3 separate regions of the Mus musculus genome follow, and regions 2 and 3 are each linked to region 1. A link is a contact called in public promoter capture Hi-C data. All regions are on one chromosome and are shown on one strand. The core of a region is the stretch at or near the end of the contact, and the rest is flanking DNA. Distances in the headings are between cores, read along the strand shown. Region 1 overlaps Rrbp1 (ribosome binding protein 1). Region 2 overlaps Kat14 (lysine acetyltransferase 14). Region 3 has its middle 23 kb from the start of Banf2os.

Region 1 (4,453 bases), core at 1,232-3,731:
ACATTTAAATGACACTAACTTGTAACTGAGATATGACTTAGTTCTTTCTGGCCAAGGGCCTTCCACTAGGTGTGGCAAGGGAAGCCAATACCTGAGCTGTTCCCTCAGGATCAGCCCCTCTCCCAGAACAAGAATGACTGACTGGTGGTTTGAATAAGAATGGCCTCTACAGGCTCATATATTTGAATACTTAATCATCAGAGAGTAGCACTATTTGAGAAGAATTAGGAGGTGTGGTTTATTGGAATAGGTGTATCTCTGGGAGTAGGATATGAGCTTTCAAACCCCATGCAAAGTCTACTTTTTTGACCCATGGATCAGGATGTAGCTCTCAGCTCCTGCTCTAGTACCATGGATATTGCTATAATGAGGAATGGACTTCTGGACCTGTAAGCAGGCCCTCAATTAAATGCTTTCCTTTATCAGAGTTGTCTTGGTCATGGTGTCTCTTCACAGTAATAGACTAGTGACTAAGACAGTGACCAAAGTCTAGAAGACCTTCAAGTCCAAACTGTACCCCAACTCCATCCTCTACCTTCAGCTGTGTAATCTCTTCTTTTCCTGACGACTCCAGGGGGCCAGCAGCACGGAGTTTCTCCAGCTCTTCTTGTATCCGACACGCTGTGCGTTGAGCCTTGTCAGAGAGGGGACACATCTGGGTGAGTTGCCTAGCAGTCAAACCTGACTAAATTCACTGGGTTGGGGGAGGGGGAGGGCCATCCCCAGCCTAAGACAAAAGCTCATATTGATTCACATGGGCAAGAAGCTTGGAGATAACCCACTCGCACCCAGGCCTTCAGGACCTCCCAAAGATGCAGAAACCTACAAGGCTCCTGGGGCAGAGTCAGGTGCCTGGTGGGAAAGTTGGGAAGGACAGAGATGATGCCCAAGCTCTCAAGACGCTTGTAGGAGCTGGGGCCACTAGGCAGAACCTAACCTCCTCAAACTCAGCTGTGAGCTTCTGCCGCCGTGTCTGCTCAGCCTCCAGGGTGGCTTCTGTCCGCTCCAGCTGTGTTTTCAACTGTATGGAGATAACACAAGTTGGACTGGAGAGGCTCGCAGAGGCCCCTCTGGGGCAGACTGTAACTGCAGGCTCCCCCTTCAAGCTATTTCTAGGATTCCCTGGGCCTTTCCCCACCCTAAGTCACTCTCAGCACTCTCATTTCTGGGGAGAGAGTGCCTCAAGACTCAGGAGAGAACCAGAGAAGTCGCAAAAAGGTGCTGGGGAAAACACTAGACTCTAAGCCTTTCACAGGACTCACAGGGCAGGAAAGACCCCAAAGCCATGGGGCAGGACATGGTCTACAATGGGAGCCCAATGATAGGTCCCTGCCTCTTGCCAATTGCTCTTGGTAACTGATCTTTTGGTCAAAACTCTGGAAGACAGATGTCCGGCTAGCAATGCCCCAGTAAAGGGCCACAGCTAAAGACAAATCTCCTCTGTGGCTACCCAAACCCAAGCTACACACAGGTCCAAAAGTCCCTTCCTTGTGTAGTAAGGGCCAAGGGCCCTAGCCACCCGCCCTTAGCTCTACACCCTTCCATTCTGGGTCCTCTCACCCAGATCACACGGGATGAGGAGGTGGCTAGCAGTGGGGACTGAAGTACCTGCACTCAGTTTAATCAGCACATAGGCTGCCCACCCCTGAGCACCATGTGATGTTAGGGGTGAGGACCAGCTTATCACCCTAACCTTCATAGGGTCCTGCTCGGCTGGAGGGACAGCTGGAGACCCAGCCACGTCACCATCCTCTACGTGGCTCCTCATGTCACTCAACTGCTGCCTGACCTGAAACAGGGAGGGGTGGGTTTGTGCAAATACACACCAGTGGAATGCACCCATGCACACACACAAGCACCCATGCACTCGCCAGAGAGATGGGAGGGGGGAGAGGGAGAGAAAGGGAGTGGGGAGAGGGGAGGGGAGGGGGGAGAGGGAAGGGGAGGGGGACCAGGAGGGGGAGAGAGAGACTCCTCAGAGACATAGGAAGAGTAAAGGTCTGCCATCTGTGATCAATATTTATGTTCCCTAGTGCAGGAGGGATACTCCACTCAGCATCTCAAAAGCCTTGAGGCCAACAAGCCCCTTGACTAATGAGAGCCATGTGTATTTTTTGAAGTGAACCTGTGAGGCAACACCCCTCTCCCCCAGGAGCAACCACACAAAACCAGGGAGTCCACATGGAACAGAGGTAACTGACAACATGTCCCATTCCAATTATTCAAGGATGTAGTGTCCTGTTCACAGCCTTTTGGGGGCTTGGACAAAATAGTAAGACCATATTATTGCCTTGTAATTCTCTGGGTCCACCAGACCACTGGGCCTTCCATCTGAAGACCAGCAAAGTCACACAGGTTGCTTGGGAAAGGTCCCAGTCAGAAGGCCTGGGGACAGAACTCATAAGCTCTTTAGGAGACCTGGGTGGCCTCAGTCTCCACTTAGCCTTCTCAAATGCCCCAGAGTGCAGAAAGCAAAGAGCACAGTTCAAAGGTGACAAGAACCCTTGGCAGGCACGGTCTGTGTACATGCCTTGGCTGGGCTGTGTCCCATGGGGGGGGGGGGTGTAGTGGGGGGCTCTTACCCAGACCCAACCTAGCAAATGGCTGAGAATGGCAGCCTTAAATTTGGGAGGCTTGGCCCAGACAGCATCTACTTGTAGTGTGGTAGTCTGGACAAGGCCTAAAACCTGGATGCAGGGAGCTGGGCTTAGGAGAAAGTGTGGAGTCAACACACCAGAGCTGCTCTCCTGGACAGCACATGTTCAATCTCCAAATTTCAAATGTTGACATCTACTTCAAGGTTTTCAAAATGGCAATGAAGATAAAGGGAAGATAGCTGCAGCTGCACAGGCTGCTGCCTAGGGCCAGGGCTGGGGACCAGGAGGGAGACCAAGCAGCTGGGACATGGTTCCAGACACAGCAGCGGCAAACTGGGAAAACTACTGGACTACAAGAGGCAATGTGCACAGGGCCACTCCTCACATCTCTGTACAGGTTTATCTGCTCTCAGTGCCTGGCAGAGGGCCAGAAGGAGCAGGTCATCCCGTATAACTGTAAGACTGGCAAGGCCAGTTCCATCATTGAAGCAGGAAAGCATGCAGAAAGCACAGACATGCCTAAAGGCTTTAAAGGACTCTCCTGTGGTATCAGGAGTCCTGTATCCTGGGCTGCTCAGCTGACCAAACAGGCTACTAAGGCCTACATGTCCCACAGCCCATGGTCTTGAGCAGATGCCAGATCTGCCCAAAGACAGGAAACAGAATGTGAACATTCTGGTCCCTGGCAGCTACAAGCCCAACTAAGTTTTATGCAAACTGCTGTAGTCCCCCTAAGCTTGCCCTACATGACTAATGTATGACATACCCTGCTAAGCTGCAGACACTCCACATGGATATCAAGTTACATCACATGCATACCCCGTATCATACACCCCTGCCCAGGACCTAAGTCAACCTACCAGGGCAAGCTCATCGCTTTGTTTCTGGGCTTCACTCTTGGCTTCATCCAGCTGAGACTGCGATTCTAGCAGAAGCTGCCTTAACTTGAGGGGAAACAACCAGATGAGGGTAAAGGAGGGGGGAAAAGTTACAATGAGTCCACACCTAAACTTGAGCCAGAATCCAAGCCCTGGAGATGTACACAGCACAGGGACAGATGTCCTACAGGAACAATGTCCTACACCCAGGCTTTTCACAAACACCTGCTTTGGTGGTTTTAATGAAAATGGTCCCAATAGGCCTATAGGGAGTAGGCATTATTAGGGGGCATGGTCTTGTGGGAGTAGGTGTGGCTTTGCTAAAGGAAGTGTGTCACTAGCAGGTGGGGTTTGATGTCTCAGAAGTTCACACCAGGCCTACTAGCTCATAGTTCACTTCTTGCTGCCTGCTGATCAGGATACAGAACTCTCAGCTACGTCTCCAGCACTGTGTCCGCCTGCATACCATCATGCTTCCCACCATGACAATAATTAGACTAAACCTTGAACTGAAAGCCAGCCCCAATTAAATGTTTCCCTTTATAAAAGTTGCCATGGTTATGTCTCTTCACAGCAACAGAAACCCTAAGACACCTGCCCATTGTCTCATGTTAAAGAGCAAAAGTTTGCAATCAAAACTAGACTAAAGGTACCAGGCTTGGGAGTTCTACTTCTGAAATCAGAAGACAGAGACTGATTAAAATCCAGTGTCAGCTAAAAATGACCACAGCAAGTCAGGTAGAGAGCCACACGCTGATGGGCCAGCCAGAGCATGAGGGACCACTCTCACAAAGAAGGCTTTGCCCCTGCCCTGCCTTGGGGCTCCCTTTCTGAAATCTGCCCCAAGTGCCCAGGGCTATCAATCCAAAGGGGCATCTGCAGGGTGTTGGGTGAAAGTCTGAAAACCCAGCTCTTAGGCTCCTGCTGACAAACACACAAACAGTAAAGGAATCACTGGGAATAATCTAGTTTCCTGGG
Region 2 (4,453 bases), core at 644-3,143, 440 kb after region 1:
ACATTATTAGGATTACAAATAGCCATTGTTTATATTAATTGTGCATATTTTAATATTTGCCATTTTAGAAAATTAAGGAGAAATTTAAAAACATTTATTTTTAAACAAAATAACATACATCTGGGCCAATGAAGTGACTCAGGGTAAACGAGCTTGCCGCTGAGGCTGATGAGCTGAGCTCAGCCCCCAGGACCCATATGTGAACATGCAGTCCCACAAATTGGCTGATGTTGGCACCTGCACCTCCGTCTATGCGCCCCCAGCCCCCGAACAGCGAGAACACCTTTATGAAAAAAGGTGTTTGATAAAACAAAATGAAAAGTGGCATTCTTTTCTTTGTTTGCAAATCTCAATAATATCTGACTTTTTGAAGATTGGTTCTCATCTTCCATATTCAGTACGTTGACTGTCACATGTCATTGTCATTGGAAACTACTAAACACTTGTAAAAAATTAACATGAAAAGGCAAACACCTTAATATTCTAAAACTACATTTTAAAGATTTGTTTACTTATTTTATGTATGTGAGTACACTGTAGCAGTACAGATGGTTGTGAGCCTTCATGTGGTTGCTGGGAATTAACTTAAGACCTCTGCTGGCTCCAGCCCCTGCTCGCTTCAGCCCAAAAATGTATTTATTATTATATGTGTACACTGTAGCTGTCTTCAGACACACCAGAAGAGGGCGTCAGATCTCATTATGGATGGTTGTGAGCCATCATGTGGCTGCAGGGATTTGAACTCAGGATCTTCAGAAGAGCAGTCAGTGCTCTTAACCGCTGAGCCATCTCTCCAGCCCCCTAAAATTAATTTTTTTTTTTTTTTGGTTTTTCGAGACAGGGTTTCTCTGTATAGCCCTGGCTGTCCTGGAACTCACTTTGTAGACCAGGCTGGCCTTGAACTCAGAAATCTGCCTGCCTCTGCCTCCCGAGTACTGGAACTAAAGGTGTGCGCCACCACGCCCGGCTTAAAAATAATTTTTATCTTACATGCTCAGAGAGGCTTGAGCACCAGGTGTCTTTGGACCTTTCATTAAGAATTACTGGTGTTAGGGCTGAGGGAAGGGTGGTGAAGAGAAAGCAAGGACAGTTTCTCTCATCGTCTTAGCTCTGAGTGAGTGCGATAGGTTGGAAAGGTTAAAAAAATGAGGATGAAGGAGAGGTGCTCGGAGCCCAGAGGTGGCCTGGGAGGAAGATAGAGCTGCTTTGCCAGCTTCCTGTCACTGTAACGGGTTACCTGCTGCAGGGTCCTTATGAAGGAAAGAACTTCAGCACTGTCACGGGCTAACTCATGAAAGAAAGAGGGTCCTTTTGCCTGTTCAGTCCTGTGATCAGGCGACACTTTGGCTGAGCCTCTGATAGTCTATCTTGGTGTCAGTATGTGTCAAAACAAGCTGTCATTTTTAGAGCCAGGAACAGAGAGACAGGGAAGGACTGAGGGAGAGACTAAGGGAGCAAGCCCAATGGCTTAAGGACCTCCCATAAGACACACTTCTTAAATGTCCACACCCCCAGCAGCCCCACTCTGAGATCAAGCCTTTGCATATGGATTGGAGACTCTCCCAAAGTGTAGCTCTTGCTGCTAAAGGTTTTCTCTTCCTTTTCTAGTACATGTTTGAAGCTTTTTTTTTTTTTTTTTTTTTTTTGGCAAAAGATTGTACTCCTTCTGTAAAAGTTCATTTCTGAGAATTTCTGGTAATTGATTTATATCTGTAACATAGAAATTGTGGCCATTAAAGTAATTTTTAGTGGATGAATAGTTGGCCTTCAGCCTCTCTGTCTTTACTTCGTTATATCTGCTGTCTTTGAAGCATGCCTAGGAACCACTCTGGTATGTCAGGCAGGGCACAGTGAATCAGACAGAGATGTGTTCTCTGGGTGCAACAGCTATTCACTAGGACTAATGATTAACTGTGCCATCAATGCCCAGGCTCATAGTCAACAAAGCAAGCCAGCTTTTCCCCCTGTGATGATTGATTGATGAAGTGGTTGCTTTTAGTCTGTTTGTTTTGTTGTCTTTTGAGACAGGATCTCTCGTGTAGTCCCGGGTGTCCTGAAACTCTGACTTGTAGAACAGAATGACCTTGAACTCAGAGATATTCCTGCCTCTGCCTCTGCAAGTGCTGAGATTAAATGCGAGTGCCTTTGCATCTGGCTGTGATAAGTGTTTTATGTTTGAATTACTTCATTTGATCTCTTAGCCACCCAATAAGGTAATTCTGTTATCCTGGTTTCTCAGAGGAAGAAACTACCACAGCTGGAAGGTGACACAGCAAGGATGTAAAGGCAGGCAGATCCCACCCCTGGCTCTGGGCTGCTGTGCTCTATTTCTTCCCCCAGTGCAGGCTGTACAGCAGCTGGCAGCCAGGAATCAGTGAGTTTATGTCGAATGTACTTTCTCTGCTGTGATCAAATGGAAGTATCTATAGCGTTGAAATTCTCTGCGCTTTAGGAAAAAGACGTCGACGTGGTGGAGCACAGTAGCAGGCTGCCTCAGCGTGGGAAGCCCTGTTTATTTCCGGTCAGGTGCTCAGGAGTTTGGAGAGCCCGGATGGTGGAAACTTGTTCATAACAGACCCCCAACCATGAGGCCGGAGGGAGAGAAGCTGGCTGCCTCCACCTTGAAAGTGAAAGGTAAATTGTGAGAAGTCCCAGCCTGGGCCCGAGACTCCCCAGCGCCCACTTGCTGCCTCTGGGGCTGTGAGCAGGACAGTTTCACAGGCTCAGGGGTTGAATACTATAGAAAACATACTGTCATTTCCTAAGGAAGTCACTCGTTTTGTCATCTCCTTTGGTGGCCTCCCCACCCTCTGTTCTTTCTGTTTGCCTGTCTTCATATGGTCTCTAGTCAAAGCTGTCCTGGGACTCACTTGTAGCACATGCTGGCCTTAGCTTTGAACCATCCTCCTGCCTCTGCCTCCCAAGGGTTGGGATTACCAGCATAAACCATTGCGTGAAACAGAAGGTTGTTTTCAGCCTGATCGCCTTTAAGCTTTTTATTGTAGAAATGGAAGCCCACTTGAAGGAGTAGAGAAGAGTGTGAGAGCCGGTCCTCCCTCACCTCAGCAGTGGTCACTCCAGTGTTGCCAGTGATCCGGTTCTCTAGTCCGACTCTCCGCTCATCTGCATCTTTGACTTGTTTAGAAACATTTTATCCTTAAATAGTTCAGTCTGTGTCTCTAGGATGTTCTTTCTCTTTATAGGATGACTGTGATGCCATTTTGTTTAAATAGCATTTTAACTCCTTATTATCACATGTTGATTTTTATTTTTTTAATCTAGAAAACTTTGATTTTTTGAGACATGGTTTCTTTGTGTAGCCTTGGGTGTCCTGAATCTAGCTCTGTAGACCAGGCTAGCCTCACCCCATAGAAATCTGCCTGCCTCTGCCTCCTAAGTGCTGGGATTAAAGGCGTGGGTCACCACCATCCAGCTAAACAACTTTTGAAAGCCTGCCTGCCATCTCAGTACTCTGGAGGTAGAGACAGGTAGATCTCTGTGAGTTCAGGTCAGCCTGATAGTGAGTTCCAGGCAGCCAGGGCTATCCCGTGAGATCCAACACACACACACACACACACACACACACACACACGAAGCATAACTAGGTATATTGGCACACATAAGCCAGCACTAGAGAAGCTTGAGGGCATAATGATTATGAATTCCTGGCCAATCTAAGCTACTGTTTCAAAATAAAACGAGTAAAAAGCAGAAATATACTATTACACATTAATCCCTCACATTTTCCCTCAACATGCCTTGGACATCTTTCTGTTGCAGTGCTGTGATCTTGACTTCAGTATGTGTCCATTTTATGATAACATCAAAACACTACCCTGTTGTCTTGGTTTGGGTTACTATTGCTGTGATGGGACGACATGACCAGAAACAACTTGGGGAAGAAAAGCTTTGTTTGGCTTACACTTCTACAGCACTGTTCACCAGCAAAGAAAATCAGACAGGAACTCAAGTAAGACAGGAACCTGGAGGCAGGAGCTGATGCAGAGTCCATGGAGGAGTGTTGCCTTCTTGCTTGCTCTCATGACTTGCTCAGCCTGCTTTCTTAACGAATCATCTGTCCTGGGGTGGGCCCCATCCCAAAATGGACTGGCTCTTTGTGTATCAATTACTAATTAAGAAAATGGCCTACGGACTCTCCTATAGCCTGATCTTATTGCAGCTCCCCACTCTCCTGTACCCCAAGTTGACACAAAACTAGCCAGCACACCCATTGTGGGAATTTTGATTGTTTCTTCCTTTGTTAATTGTTGCTCTTATTGTGTGGTTGGTCAGCCTGAGGCAGGTTTCATGGAGCCAAGCCTGGCATGGAACTCCTGGTCCTCTTGCTTGCCTCTACCTCTGGAGTTCTGAGATTAGTTGTGCCACCATACCTGATCTTTTAGTTTTGTTTTCTTTTAAAGAATTATTTATTTATTTACTTTATGTATGTGAG
Region 3 (4,453 bases), core at 1,324-3,823, 280 kb after region 1:
GTGGAGGTAGAGGCAGGAGAATAGCCAGGTAGGCCAGCCTGGACTACATAGTGAGACCTTATCTAAAAACAAAAATGAAGGGGAAAAAATGGTGTTTGTGGAAGTCAATAATATAAGCCAAGATTGTAAAGTTCCATTAAATAGAAGTAGACTTCTGTTTGTAGGGATGTGGGATAGGCAAGTTTCTCCTTCTTCTTCCTTCTCAGTACAGCTAAAAACCTTAACCATAACACACAAAATAAGTGTGAGGAGACTCCAGAAGGAAAAGGGAAAAAGAAGAGGCCATGACTATGGGGGGGCCTGGAAACCTGGGCTTTTTTTTTTTTAAGTCTTTTCGATTTTTGGCACAGGATCTCAGTTCATAGCCTTGGCTGACCTGGAATTCGCTATGTAGACCAGGCTGGCTCCAATCTCATAGAGATCCACCTGCCTCTACCTCACAGTGCCGTGATTAAAGGCGTGTGTCATCAGGTCCCGCTCCCCTGACTTTTCTTTTGACCTCATGTATTCCGGAGCAGGTGCCTGAAGAGACCACAGTCTCCGAATACAAACAGATGCACTAGAAAGGGAGGGGAGGGCAGGGGAGGGCAGGAGAGGGGAGGGCATAGGAGGGGGAAGAAAGCCCAGAGGAGAGAGGAAGGAGGTGGGGAGGGGAGGTGTGCTCTTTAGTCAAACTACTAAGGAAAACAGTCTCACAAGACCACAGTCACCTGACTCAAAACAGAAGGAAAATAGACTTTTTTTTAAAATGGGCAAAAATAAAAGTCTCAGACCCGTGGGACTGTGATCAAAGAGCTGACACCCGTGTCACTGGAGTAAAGGGAAGGGATGAAGAGGTTGAAACAGAAAAGCAGCTAAAAAAATAATGACTATAAACTTCCTAGTTTGCCTAAAAAAAAAAAAAAGAAAAGCTAAACAGCGTCAGGCTTACAGCTGTGTGAGCTGGAGAAAGGGCTCAGCAGTAACTGCTTGAAGCTAACTGCTCCTGTGAAGCCGGAGTGCACCTCTTAACTCCCTCACCCGGCAGTGCGCCTGCCTGTAACTCCAACTCCTGGGGGATCTAACACCTCTAGCCTCTGAGGGTACCAGAACTCCCAAGGAGATACACACACACACACACACACAGACACACTTAAAAATAAAATCTTGGGCTGGAGAGATGGCTCTGTGGTTAAGAGCACTGACTGCTCTTCCAGAGGTCCTGAGTTCAATTCCCAGCAACCACATGGTGGCTCACAACCATCTGCAATGGGGTCCAATGCCCTCTTCTGGTGTCTGAAGACAGCTACAGTGTACTTACATATAAATAAATAAATCTTAAAAAAAAAATAAAAAATAAAAAATAAAAAAAATAAAAAAAAAAATAAAAATAAAATCTTTTTTAAATAGAAACTCCACAAACCCCAAACAGGATATCCCCCCCCCAAAAAAAATCCATGAGACAATCATAGTAAAACTTAAGGATGAGGTTGAAGTCAGTAAGAGAACGGGAGCATGGCCTTCGGCGGACAAAGATGGCACGCTTTCTGGCAGGCCTGGGCTAAAAGACTGGTTAAAGGAATTTTTCTAACGGAAAGAAATGGATCAAAAGAAGGCACCTGGAGCTCAGGAAAATACCTCAAGGAAAACGCACTCAGGGAAACACAACGGACTCCGTTTCCTCTCCTAAATTATGTCTGACACGTGAGCAGAAACTGAGAATCTCCTCCTGAAAGACTACACTTCCCAGCCGACTACAGAGCTGTCTCCGCCCCTGTCGACTGTTGCATCCCACCCTTTCCTCTAAGCATCTTGAGCATCTGCACATCTGTGACAAAATACCTCCTCACAGTGAATAAACGCCGCCCCACCTAAGGTCTGGCCAAGCCTTTCTTTCCACCTCTGTCGCTCTACACCTGTTTTTATGTAATTAAGCTATTTGTTTATTTATTTATTTATGTTTCTATTTATTTATTTATTTGGGGTTTTTTGTGTGTGGTGTTTGTTTGTTTGTTTGTTTGTTTTTGAGTCAGGGTTACTCTGTGTAGCCTTGGCCATCTTAGAACTCACTCTGTAGACCAGGCGAGCCTCAAACTCAGAGATCAGCCTGCCTCTGCTTCCCAAGAGTGCAGGGCATAATGGCAAGTACTGTGCTTTCCCCATCCCCAACCTTACCACTCCACTCTCATTCTGTGTGCAGCTGCTTTTAAATAATATAACAGAAATAACCCCAGCTCGTATGGTATAAATGGAGCATGCCAATGGAGTACAGAGAAAAAAACAAAAACAAAAAACAAAAACGCTGAAATGGAGGCTCTGTGGATGGAATAAACTGCCAAGGCTATCTCTCAAAGGAAAAGCAGAGAGAGACGGACCAGGGGAAAGTCTTGAGGGTTATGAAGAGAACAGTATCTGAGCTGAGAGGAGAGCAGGTTAGCAGGAGCAGCCTGGGGACTAGCATGGACTCTGATCTGTTGGGTGAGTTTTCACGCTGACAGAGAACTAGGAGCCCTCACCGGAGGTTTGGGGACTGTAGGAGCAGATAAGAAAGAAACGGCTCTTCCTGACAAACGGAAACCCATTTGGCAAGGTGTCTGCGGAATGCTGGGTGTTTGCCTACAGGGTCAGAGTCCAGCATGAGCAGAGCCCAAACTGTCATGAGGAGTGGGAGGGGACCTGGCATTTATTACAACCATGTCACAGAGGAGCGGTAAGGGGACTAATTAGCCTTTAATAACTTACATGTCTGACACAGCCAGAGCAGCCATGAAAAATGATACATTCAACACCAGAAGCCAGATCTCCTTCAGTAAACAAATAACAACAAGCAAATATCACACATGTATGACACATGGCTATACATGTGTGAATCTGATAACTTAGGTGAGACGTGCGGCATGTTGTCCTGCCTTTCCTCCCTGTAACTCCATCACAGACACTTTTTCTACGCTTCTGAGGCTCCAGTCATGGTCAGCTGGATTCATGGATTTGAGCATGATGCTGAGCTAGAGATCACAGCAACAGGATGGATGGTGGGGCAGAAAATGCTCGCTTCATGGCCAGCAAAAAACAGGAAACAATGCGCCCGTGCTCACCAACGGCTCCCTTCCTCTCTTTTATTCCATCAGAGCCTCCAGGTTATTAGATGCACTGCACTCCTACATTCAGGGTGGTTAATGTCTGGGGAAATGACCTCACAGACACACCCAAGGATGTGGTTTGTTGATCTCTTGGGTTTTTCTTCATTGGACCAAGCTGCCTATCAAGATCTGCTTAATTTCAGAGGGGGGACAGTGGGGCACACATGAAGTGCCACATATGGGGAGGGAGGCAAGAGAATTGGAAACCCGAGGCTAGTCTGATCTACATATGCAATCAGGTCTCAAAATAAAATAAAATTTAATAAGAATCATACTGGGGGGGGGCTGCACTTTAATCCCAGCACTCTCCAGGCAGAGGCAGGCAGATATCTGTGCGTTTGAGGCCAGCCTGGTCCACATTGCTAGTCAAGGCTACACAGTGAGAATCTGTTAATTTTTTTTTCTTTTGAGACAGAGTCTCATGAGTAGCTCAGGTTAGCTAACCCATGATCCCCCTGCTTCAACCTTCTGAGTGCTAGGATGATAGTTGCTAGCCAGCAAGCCTGGCTTTTAGTTTATAATTGAATTTTTTAAAATGCCCATCGTAGACAGAGTCCTCAAAAAGCATACGATATCATATTCTGCTTCTGATCATTCATCTTCATAATTAAGATAAATGGACTTGAAATGGCCAGAGGGCTGGAGTGTTGCTGTGAAATCATGAGGACTACTGTGGATCCCAGCATCCACATAACAAGCTGGGTGCCCTGCTCGCACCTGTAACCCTAGTTCCAAGGAGTTTGAAGACAGGAAGATTGGTAGGGCTCCTAGGTTTAGCTTACAGTCAGAGAAAACTCAAGCCCCAGGTTCATAGGAAGACTCTGCCTCAAAGGAAAAGGTGGAAAGCAACAGGAGCAGACACCTAACATCCTCTTCTGGGCTCAGCACATGCCAGGGCACACGCGCGCGCGCGCACACACACACACACACACACACACACACACACTGGTCTTTTTTAAACATTATGTTAAATGGCTTCCCCCATTAGATCATGAGAAAGGCAGACCCCCACGGTCTTATTCAACACTGTGCTAGAAGCTTTAGCTAGTGAAATAAGGCAAAAACCAAATAAAGGAACATGAGAGATGAAAGAGGTACAGAATGTGGCTGGATACGGTGGTGCATTCATTTAATCCCAGCATTTGTCACATGTGGCAGGCAGATCTCTGAGTTTGAGACCAGCCTGGTCTACAGAGTGAGTTCCAAGACAGCCAGGGCTACAGAGAGAGAGGGAGGGGGAGGGGGGAGGAGGAGAGAGAGGGAGAGGGAGAAATATCACTGCCCTGGGCTGTGGGTACAGCTCTGTGATGGATTGCTTGTGTAATAGTATCTAT

Evidence for each region. Capture Hi-C pulls out chosen DNA fragments and counts their contacts.
Region 2: a contact with region 1 is called in a promoter capture Hi-C map of liver. The contact joins two enhancer-like sites. A contact is called at or near these places in 1 of 115 datasets of contacts at active chromatin or transcription factors (pancreatic cancer cells) and 2 of 9 other capture datasets (adipose tissue and liver).
Region 3: a promoter capture Hi-C map of liver shows a contact between it and region 1. The contact joins two enhancer-like sites. A contact is called at or near these places in 7 of 39 promoter capture datasets (the 3T3-L1 cell line, 3T3-L1-derived adipocytes, embryonic stem cells and 3 more), 5 of 484 Hi-C or Micro-C datasets (bone marrow-derived macrophages, colorectal tumor organoids and embryonic stem cells), 5 of 115 datasets of contacts at active chromatin or transcription factors (bone marrow-derived macrophages, effector CD8 T cells, embryonic stem cells and 2 more) and 3 of 9 other capture datasets (adipose tissue, liver and pancreatic islet).

What each region holds. Positions count from the first base shown.
Region 1 is chr2:143,948,735-143,953,187 of GRCm38.p6, forward strand. It overlaps Rrbp1 (ribosome binding protein 1), which reads right to left. Exons shown (of 24, transcript NM_024281.2): 19 at 3,458-3,541; 20 at 1,694-1,789; 21 at 938-1,021; 22 at 536-634. Among named protein-coding and RNA genes, the nearest start is that of Gm33804, 11 kb to the left of the region's middle. Within about 2 kb of position 2,482, at least 37 of the 459 cell types and tissues checked have an H3K27ac peak or open chromatin away from gene starts, as enhancers often do. A contact at or near this core is called in adipose tissue and liver, where this site is marked.
Region 2 is chr2:144,386,723-144,391,175 of GRCm38.p6, forward strand. Kat14 (lysine acetyltransferase 14) reads left to right here. Exons shown (of 11, transcript NM_181417.3): 5 at 2,453-2,634. Among named protein-coding and RNA genes, the nearest start is that of Kat14, 20 kb to the left of the region's middle. Within about 2 kb of position 1,894, at least 19 of the 459 cell types and tissues checked have an H3K27ac peak or open chromatin away from gene starts, as enhancers often do. A contact at or near this core is called in liver, where this site is marked.
Region 3 is chr2:144,228,153-144,232,605 of GRCm38.p6, forward strand. No RefSeq gene overlaps it. Among named protein-coding and RNA genes, the nearest start is that of Banf2os, 23 kb to the left of the region's middle. Within about 2 kb of position 2,574, at least 95 of the 459 cell types and tissues checked have an H3K27ac peak or open chromatin away from gene starts, as enhancers often do. A contact at or near this core is called in adipose tissue and liver, where this site is marked.